2 separate regions of the Mus musculus genome follow, and region 2 is linked to region 1. The links are chromatin contacts, called in public promoter capture Hi-C maps. All regions are on one chromosome and are shown on one strand. The core of a region is the stretch at or near the end of the contact, and the rest is flanking DNA. Distances in the headings are between cores, read along the strand shown. Region 1 holds the start of Ppie (peptidylprolyl isomerase E (cyclophilin E)). Region 2 holds the start of Pramel12 (PRAME like 12).

Region 1 (4,108 bases), core at 781-3,280:
AATATCAAAAATTAAAAAGTGGGAAAAGATCAGTGTAAATGTGACCATGTAACTTCCTTGCTATCACCCCATGATAGCTTCTCAAAATCCCCAAGTTTTTCACAAAGCTTGCAGGCCCTGACATGAGGTGGCCTCTACCCATCTCTCCTGCCTGAACATGTGTCCTCCATTTCCACCTCATTATGCTCCTGCCTCTCAGCTCAGCTTCCATCTTAAAAGTCTCCTCAAGGGGCTGTGAGGTGGCTCAGCTGGTAACAGCGCTTGCCTTGCAAACCTGGGACCTGATCTGGTAGGAGGAGAGAATCTACTCCATCAAGTTGTCCTCTGGCTTCCACAAGTATGCGTATACACACACATTTGAATAACAAAGTTTATAAAAGTTACCTCAGGAAAATCTAAATGCTCTGCCTACAGTAGCTGAGGATATGGATCAGTGGTAGAATATTTGCCGAGGAATGGTCTTCAGCTCTACGTCTGATCTCCAGCACCGTAACTGAAGGGACCCGCACACAGTGTTCCCTCTTGAACACTGGGTTAGGCACAAACCACACTCAAACACCTATTTCCATAGAGAGATCCTTTACTGAGCAGGGGAAAGTGACTGTTCTCCGCTCAGGCAGACAGCAGCAGCAAATGACCTTGTGGGTGTGATGTTTTTTTAAGAGGAAAAAGAGGGGAATCTGTGATAGAATGGCTAGGATGTGGTGGTCATGTTTTGGTTGACCGTATTAATTAGGGTAGGCCAAGGGGGGATTTGACTGTTGTAGTGGCTATTTCTGGTTGTCAACTTGACTATATCTGGAATGAACTACAATCCAGAATTGGAAGGCTCATCAGTGACCCTAATCTGGAGGCTGAGAGATAGAAGTTTCTGACCTGGATCTCAGTATGGAGATCTTGAGGCATAGTGGCTATGGATTTCAGAAGATTAAGACAGGGAGATCAAAGATTAAGATTAAATTCCTTTACTATATAGAGACTACCCACAGTTCTGTGACTCTAGAGAACCCTGACTAATACAATTGTTGAACTTTAATACTTTGATAGCTGGACCTTGGTGATCATCCTCAGGAGGAGGCCAAATAAGGGAATAGACCTTATTTGGCCTACGGCTAGCTTTAGGAATATAACCCTGTTTGTTTGTTTGTTTATTAGCAAGGCAGAGGGAATGGGGAGAAGGACAAGGCCTGCCACACCTGTGCTTACCAAGCTTGGGCCTGCTAGAGCCCTTTAACAATACAGCAAAGCTTCCTGTGGTGGTATATGCTTTTAGTCCCAACCCTCAGGAAGAGATCTCTGTAAGTTCAAGGTCAGCCTGGTTTACATAGTGAATTCCAAGATATTCAGGACTACATAGGAAGATCCAGTCTCAAAATAAATACATAAAATAAAACTTGTTAAATTTCTATTTGAGGTAGGTTGGTGGTATTCAATTGGGATTTCAGCACTGGGGAGGCTGAGATCTGGAAGGCATAGTGGGATACTCTAACAAGCAAACAAATGTGATCCTACTGTTTTGTACTGCTATTGAGAACCTATAAATTTAAATATTACGTTAGAACAAGAGTATAGCAAACACTTTGCCCAAAGGGCCAGATGGTAAAATATCAATGGCCGTGGGAGGAACAGGTCTCTTCCCTTTGTAACATGAAAGCAGCCAGACAATAGAAAAGGAACGGATGTGGCTATACTCTAACAATTAAACTTCGTGATATTGAAATTTTAATTTCATATAATTTTCATCTCTCAAGAAATATTGTCGATCCTTCGCCTCACCCCGGTTCAAAGTGTAAAAACCGTTCTTGGCTCCCGAATTGGCCAAAAACAGCTGCCTGGACAGCCCGGACCATAGTGTGTTGGTAATGGTTCAATTGCCGTTAATATCTAGGTTGATCAGACCAAGGTTTGTTTCCTTCCAGCTCTGGGAGCTACAGCCAAGAAGGGGCGGAGCCTGCAGCCGCACAAAGACCCGCCCCGACCTAAGGGGAGGGGCGACGGCGAGGGGGCCGGCCGAGTGCCGGCTTCCGGCGGAAACGGGCGCGAGCAAGATGGCCACCACCAAGCGTGTGCTGTACGTGGGTGAGCAGGCGCGGGAGCTAGACTTAGTCTGAGCAATGTGGGAAAGGGGGAAAGCAGCCGGGGTCTATGGAGGGCTTGCTGGGCCTGAGGGTGTGAGCCCGAGATGGAAGGACAATTCCGGCGACCTTCCTAGTCCACTAAGCGCACAGGAACCCCGACGAGTGACAAGAATTTTGGGCTTCCAAATCCCTCCCGCCCATTCGTTTTACAAACATTCAGTGCGGAATGGCTGGATCTCTGCCCTAAAGGAGGAGTTACCAGACTATCTAGGAGAAAGTGGGAAATAACCTACACACCCTAGCGTTGTAATAGGGACTAACAATGATGACAGGAACTTGGGTGAGGGCAAACTTTCTGTTGCCGGGACGCAGAAGTTGAGCAGGAGTTGGGCAAAGAGTCAGAGTAGAGGCAAAGCTGTTCGCTGCACCGGAGCCGAAGCTCAAAGGCGTAAAAGAGCCTGGCGCCTAGGGGCAGCTGGGTCATTTTTCGAGAAACTCAGGGAAATTGGGGAAAACAAAATGGAAGATACAAGAGAGATCGGCGAGAGTCGGATGATAACCCTGTGTACACTACCAAGGAGCTCTCACTTTATCTTGAGGACAGTGACATTTAAGACTTTGAAGTCTAAGAGAACCGATGGATTCATTTCCACTTATATTTGGTTGGGGGGGGGCGGTTGGAGGAAGGAATTGAGGCAGAGAGGTCAGTTACAAAGCTTTCACAAGAGTTGGAGATCGAATCAGAACTGTTTAAAAGGAGATTGAAGAAAGGAAAGTAGTGTGGGTAGGCTGTAGAGAGAGATGTTTGTGTAGACAAAGGACTGGATGGAAAGATCCCTCCCTTTGCCTGTCATACCAGTGACAGGCAAAGTCCCTGGTGTGCAGGGACCTCTGAGTGTGTAGGACAGCGGCTCAGAAGGTCCTTGGCTCATTTGCAGGCGGGCTGGCAGAAGAGGTGGACGACAAGGTTCTTCATGCTGCATTTATCCCCTTTGGAGACATCACAGATATTCAAATTCCTCTGGACTATGAAACAGGTGGGTCATTTGAGTGTCTTTAACGCTCATTACCCTCCGATAGGGAAAGAATTAAAGTCACATTCCAGTTCTAAATTTACATTCTTAAGTTCTAGTAGAATTCTTGCCCACCATATGAGGCTTTGGTTTCAGTTCCCAGCACTAATCACACAGAGACACACACAGAGGGGCAGAGACACACACAGAGACACACACAGAGGGGCAGAGGGGCAGAGACACACACAGAGACACACACAGAGAGGCAGAGGGGCAGAGACACACACAGAGACACACACAGAGAGGCAGAGGGGCAGAGACACACACAGAGAGGCAGAGGGGCAGAGAGGAGAGAGACAGGGTGGGAATAGCAAGATCTTTAAACTCTGAGTCTGGGGAATCTCCCCACCCCCTAAAAACCAGTAGAGTAGTTGATGGCCACGGTGGCACATGCCTGTAAACCTAGCAATTCAGAGGCTGCAGCGGGAGGATAGAGTTTAAGGTCAGTCTGGGCTACAGCAGAAACATATGCAAGAAATGTTCTACTGACTTTCTAGTTGGCACTGTTGTGTGGGGGCTTTTTCTTAGCTCAGAATTTGTCTCAGGATAAAACTGAATCTCCTTACAGGTTTTAGAATTTATCTGTAGTTGATCAGATTATATATTTGGTTGATGGCTTTTTTTTTTTTTTGGCCTGTATTTGTTTTTGTTTTGTTTCTATTTCAAAATGATTTAACTGTGTTGTCCGGGCTGGCCTCCAAACTGATGATCCTTCTGTCTTAGCTTCCTAAGTAGTTAGCATTACAGGTGTGTGCTGTGGCACCTGGAATCAAATTGTAGATTTGGATAAATAGTTGATTTGCTAAATAACTTACCTTGCCAGTTTACACTTCATGAGAAGTTGAAGTTCAATATGTAGCTTTAAAAAAAAAAAGGATTCATTTATTATTATATCTATTATATCTGTAGCTGTCTTCAGATGCACCAGAAGAGGGTGTCAGATCTCATTAGGGATGA
Region 2 (3,839 bases), core at 112-2,611, about 20 Mb before region 1:
GCTACAGAGAAACTCTGCCTAAAAAAAAAAAAAAAAAAAAAAAGTAAGAATGTAAATGAATAAAATCCAAACTCTAAGAAGATGGAATTAAAAGGATCAGATAAGACTATGTCTTCAAAATAAAATGAAATGAAAATTTTAAAATGTGAAGTCAGATATGATGAGACTACATGTGAATTCTACCATATTCTGCATGTGACTCTGTCTCTAAAAAGAAAAATTAAAATAAGCCTTAAATATTGAATCATTAATTCAACATTCAGAGGGGTGAGGCAGTCTGAAGCCAACCTGAGCTAGACTAAGGCCCCATCTAAAAAAACAAAAACAAAAACAAAAAACAAAGAAAAAATTTAACTTGACACAAACCAAGGTATAATTCTAGATATTCCATTAACTTTCAGCTTGTAGTTCCAGCTTGGGGAGGCAGATGCAGAACTGCCAGGTAATTTAAAAGCACTCTTGGCTGATCTGCGTTCTAGGTGGGCCTGGGCAGCAAAGTAAGGTCATGCCTCAAATAAAATAAAATAATAAATGAAACCAGCAAATTAAGGTCGAAGATGATGGCAACCATCACTATTAGTAAACTCAATGCCTGCGATCTGTTCCTGGGAAGAGAAGAAATCAGAGTTCCTTTGGCATCTTGGGTCAAGTGGCCCTCAATCAAAACTGTGCCCTTCTGGAGGTGACTGACTTACCAGAAACAAGAACTGATGGCAGAACTCAGAATCCCAGCAGGCCCAGGCAGTCAGTCCAAGCTCGGACTCCAAGTGCTGGTGAGTGTCTTCCCGAGCTTCTCTAAAGCTTTTATAGCCATCTTCACTTCAAACTTCCGGCCTGAGGCGTTTTCATCCGTCTCGCACTTCCGGCCTGCAGCGTTTTCATCCGTATCTGTCTCGCACTTCCGGCCTGAAGTGTTTTAGCCGTATCCGGTCCCACACTTCCGGGTTCCGTTTTATACTTCCGGCCTGAAGCGGTTTTTATTTTTTTGTTTTTCGGCGGTTTGTTTTTTGTTTTTTGTTTTCTTTTTGGTCGCCCCTCCCCCGGCTCGGTCCGCGTATTCTGTCTCACATTTCCGGTTTGTAGTCCCGCCTGTCAACCACAAGCCGTCCTCTGATTGGATGACTGAGTTTCCGCCACGTCTGGGCGTTTTCTGTTTCTGTATTGATTGACAACATAGTCTCCGTGGAAAAGGAAAAAAAAAAAAGAAAGAAAGAAAAAAACAGCCGGGAAAACCGCGCACATCCGCGGAGAGGCAGATGCAGGCGGATCTCTGGGGAGGTAAAGCCAAATTCACGGAGATGAGGGAAAAAAATCCTGAAAGCCGCGGAAGCGGTTCACGCCCTTAATCCCAGAACTCCTGTGAGCGATTCAGGCGGATCCCTGTGACGTCCGGAGCAGCCTGCTCTACGTAGAGCTCCAATACAGCCAGGACTACATAGTGAAACTCTGACTCAAAAAATAATAATTTAAAAAAAAAAACTGAGATTCCGTGAAAGTCAAAAGCCGATGCGTTAATTCACTTCATTCAATTTGTTTTCTGTATTTGCTTTACTTATTTATTTTCTTGTTAATTCACTTGGTTCTGCATTTCTTTCATGAATGAAAAAATAATAAACTAAGGACATGGCTGCTTCTAAGTATGGTGGAGGAGGAGGTTTATTGTAGGGGAAAAGGGAAGCATAGGCAGACAGCTGGGGGAGTTCAGAGTGGACATAACCCCTGAGCCATAAGACCCGGGTGCTGTGGCCAAAAGGTAAAAAGGGGGCAGGTAACTAAAATGGCTGGGTTATATAGAGAAGGGCAACACAAGCTGGAGAATTTGGGGTAGAAGGTGGAGTGTGCCAGCCATACCCTGTAACAAGGGGTACTGGGAGAACGTGGCAGCCTGGTCCACATTGATATGTTAAATAGGCACCTCAGCCATTTATTTGAGACTTAGAGTTTCAGAGGTGGAATCTTGCTCAGTACCTAAGGTTGATTTGGAACTCCAACTCTTAGCCAGTCTCCAGTCTCCACCTTCCTCTGGGGTTGAGCCAAGAGGAAGTTGTGAGCCAACATACCTGGCGGAATTGTATTCATTTGTGGCCCACTTAGTTCTAAGTATGAGTCACTGGGGATAGGAGTTTTAATCTGTGCCTGACGAATAGACATTTCTTAAAGCTGATATTATTATTGGCAAAGTTACGAATATGTTCTGGATCAGGGCCTGAGCTGGATGCTCTCTACCAGTCATCTGCTGTGGCATCTTCTCAGAAGGCAGGAAGATGTTCCCATTAATACTGCAGTAAGTGGCCTGGGAAGAAAGCTCAGTTTATAGAACAGTTGCTGCCCAGTATTCTCAAAGGTGCACTGTCCAGCAAGCACTGCATGCACCAGACAGACACTGTGGGGCATACTTGTAATCTCAGAACTAAAAAGTTAAGAGTTAGGAGGATCAGTTCAAAGTCATTTTTCCCCAAGCTTCATTGCCGGCCCAGGCTATATAGACCCTTACTCTCAAACGATGAAGAAACTTGCCTTTGAGAACAAAGGTTTTCCACATTAGGTTTTCCAGAAGGTAGAAGATGCTTCAGAAAGTGTCAGCCAGCACACTGGCTAGAGAACATGCAATAGAGAGTGGGGGCTGTGGGGTGGGTGAAATGGCTCATAGGTAAGGAGACCTGCCACAGCACTAGACTATTGGGTTCAGTCACACACTTAAGTGCTGGAAGAAGAAAACTGACTCTTGGGCTTGCCCTCTGACCTCCACATACACCCACAGACATACAGAAAATACACATACTTTTTTTTAAAAAATGAAAAGGAAGGTAAAGCCAGAGTGATAGCTCAAGCTTATATCTCAGCACTCAGGAGGCTGAAGAAAGCTTGCTACAAGTTTTGGGTCTAGCCTGGACAACATACTAAAACTCAGTTTCTAGTAAACAGCTAACACTGGAAGCAGGACCTCAGTGCCACAGGGTATCTTGCCATCAGACCTGAGGGCTTAGGTGATAATAACCTAGAAGCTCTGGAGTTAGGAGCTGTGGCAGCCTGGGATATCAGAGAGCAAGCACACAGTAGAGAAAGGCAGTACCTCTCTGGCAGTGTGGTTGGTAGCACCTGAAAGTTTTGGTTTTGTTTGTTTGTTTGTTTTGCTTTGTTTTAATATAGAGTCTCTTTACATAATCCTGCCTGTTCTGGAGCTCACTGTGTACTGACTTTGAAAACTCACAGAGGAGCTGGAGAGATGGCTCAGTGGTTAAGAGCACTGACTGCTCTTCTGAAGGTCCTGAGTTCAAATTCCAGCGATCACATGGTGGCTCACAACCATCTATAATGGGATCTGATGCCCTCTTCTGATGTGTCTGAAGACAGCTACAGTGTACTTGCATATATAAATAAATCTTAAAGAAAAAAAGAAAAGAATACTCACAGAGATCTGCCTGCCTGCCTATCCCCACTAGGTGCTGGAACTTATGTCATGTACCACCACACCCAGATTTCTTTTTAGATGAGACACAGGTCACACCCTGTAACCTTCATGGGCCTAGAATTTTCTATATAGACCAGGCCTTTCTCATACTCAAGCTGCTTGTCTTGCTTCTGTTGTCCTTGCCGTTTAAGAGTTGAGGCAGGGGACTGGAGAGATGGCTCAGTGGTTAAGAGCAATGACTGCTCTTCTGAAAGTCCTGAGTTCAAATTCCAGCAACCACATGGTGGCTCACAACCGTCTGTAATGGGATCCGATGCCCTCTTCTGGTGTGTCTGAAGACAGCTACACTGTACTTACATAGAATAAAAATAAATCTTTGGGCTGGAGCAAGCAGGAGTTGAGGCAGGAACATTGCAAATTGAGGCAA

Evidence for each region. Promoter capture Hi-C pulls out the DNA fragments that hold promoters and counts their contacts.
Region 2: a contact with region 1 is called in a promoter capture Hi-C map of pre-B cells. The contact joins the promoter of Pramel12 here to the promoter of Ppie in region 1. A contact is called at or near these places in 2 of 39 promoter capture datasets (liver and pre-B cells) and 1 of 9 other capture datasets (adipose tissue).

The regions. Positions count from the first base shown.
Region 1 is chr4:123,137,873-123,141,980 of GRCm38.p6, reverse strand. It overlaps Ppie (peptidylprolyl isomerase E (cyclophilin E)), which reads left to right and starts at 2,030. Exons shown (of 10, transcript NM_019489.6): 1 at 2,030-2,079; 2 at 3,017-3,115. The coding sequence starts at 2,049.
Region 2 is chr4:143,409,948-143,413,786 of GRCm38.p6, reverse strand. It overlaps Pramel12 (PRAME like 12), which reads right to left and starts at 1,361. Exons shown (of 5, transcript NM_172877.3): 1 at 696-1,361.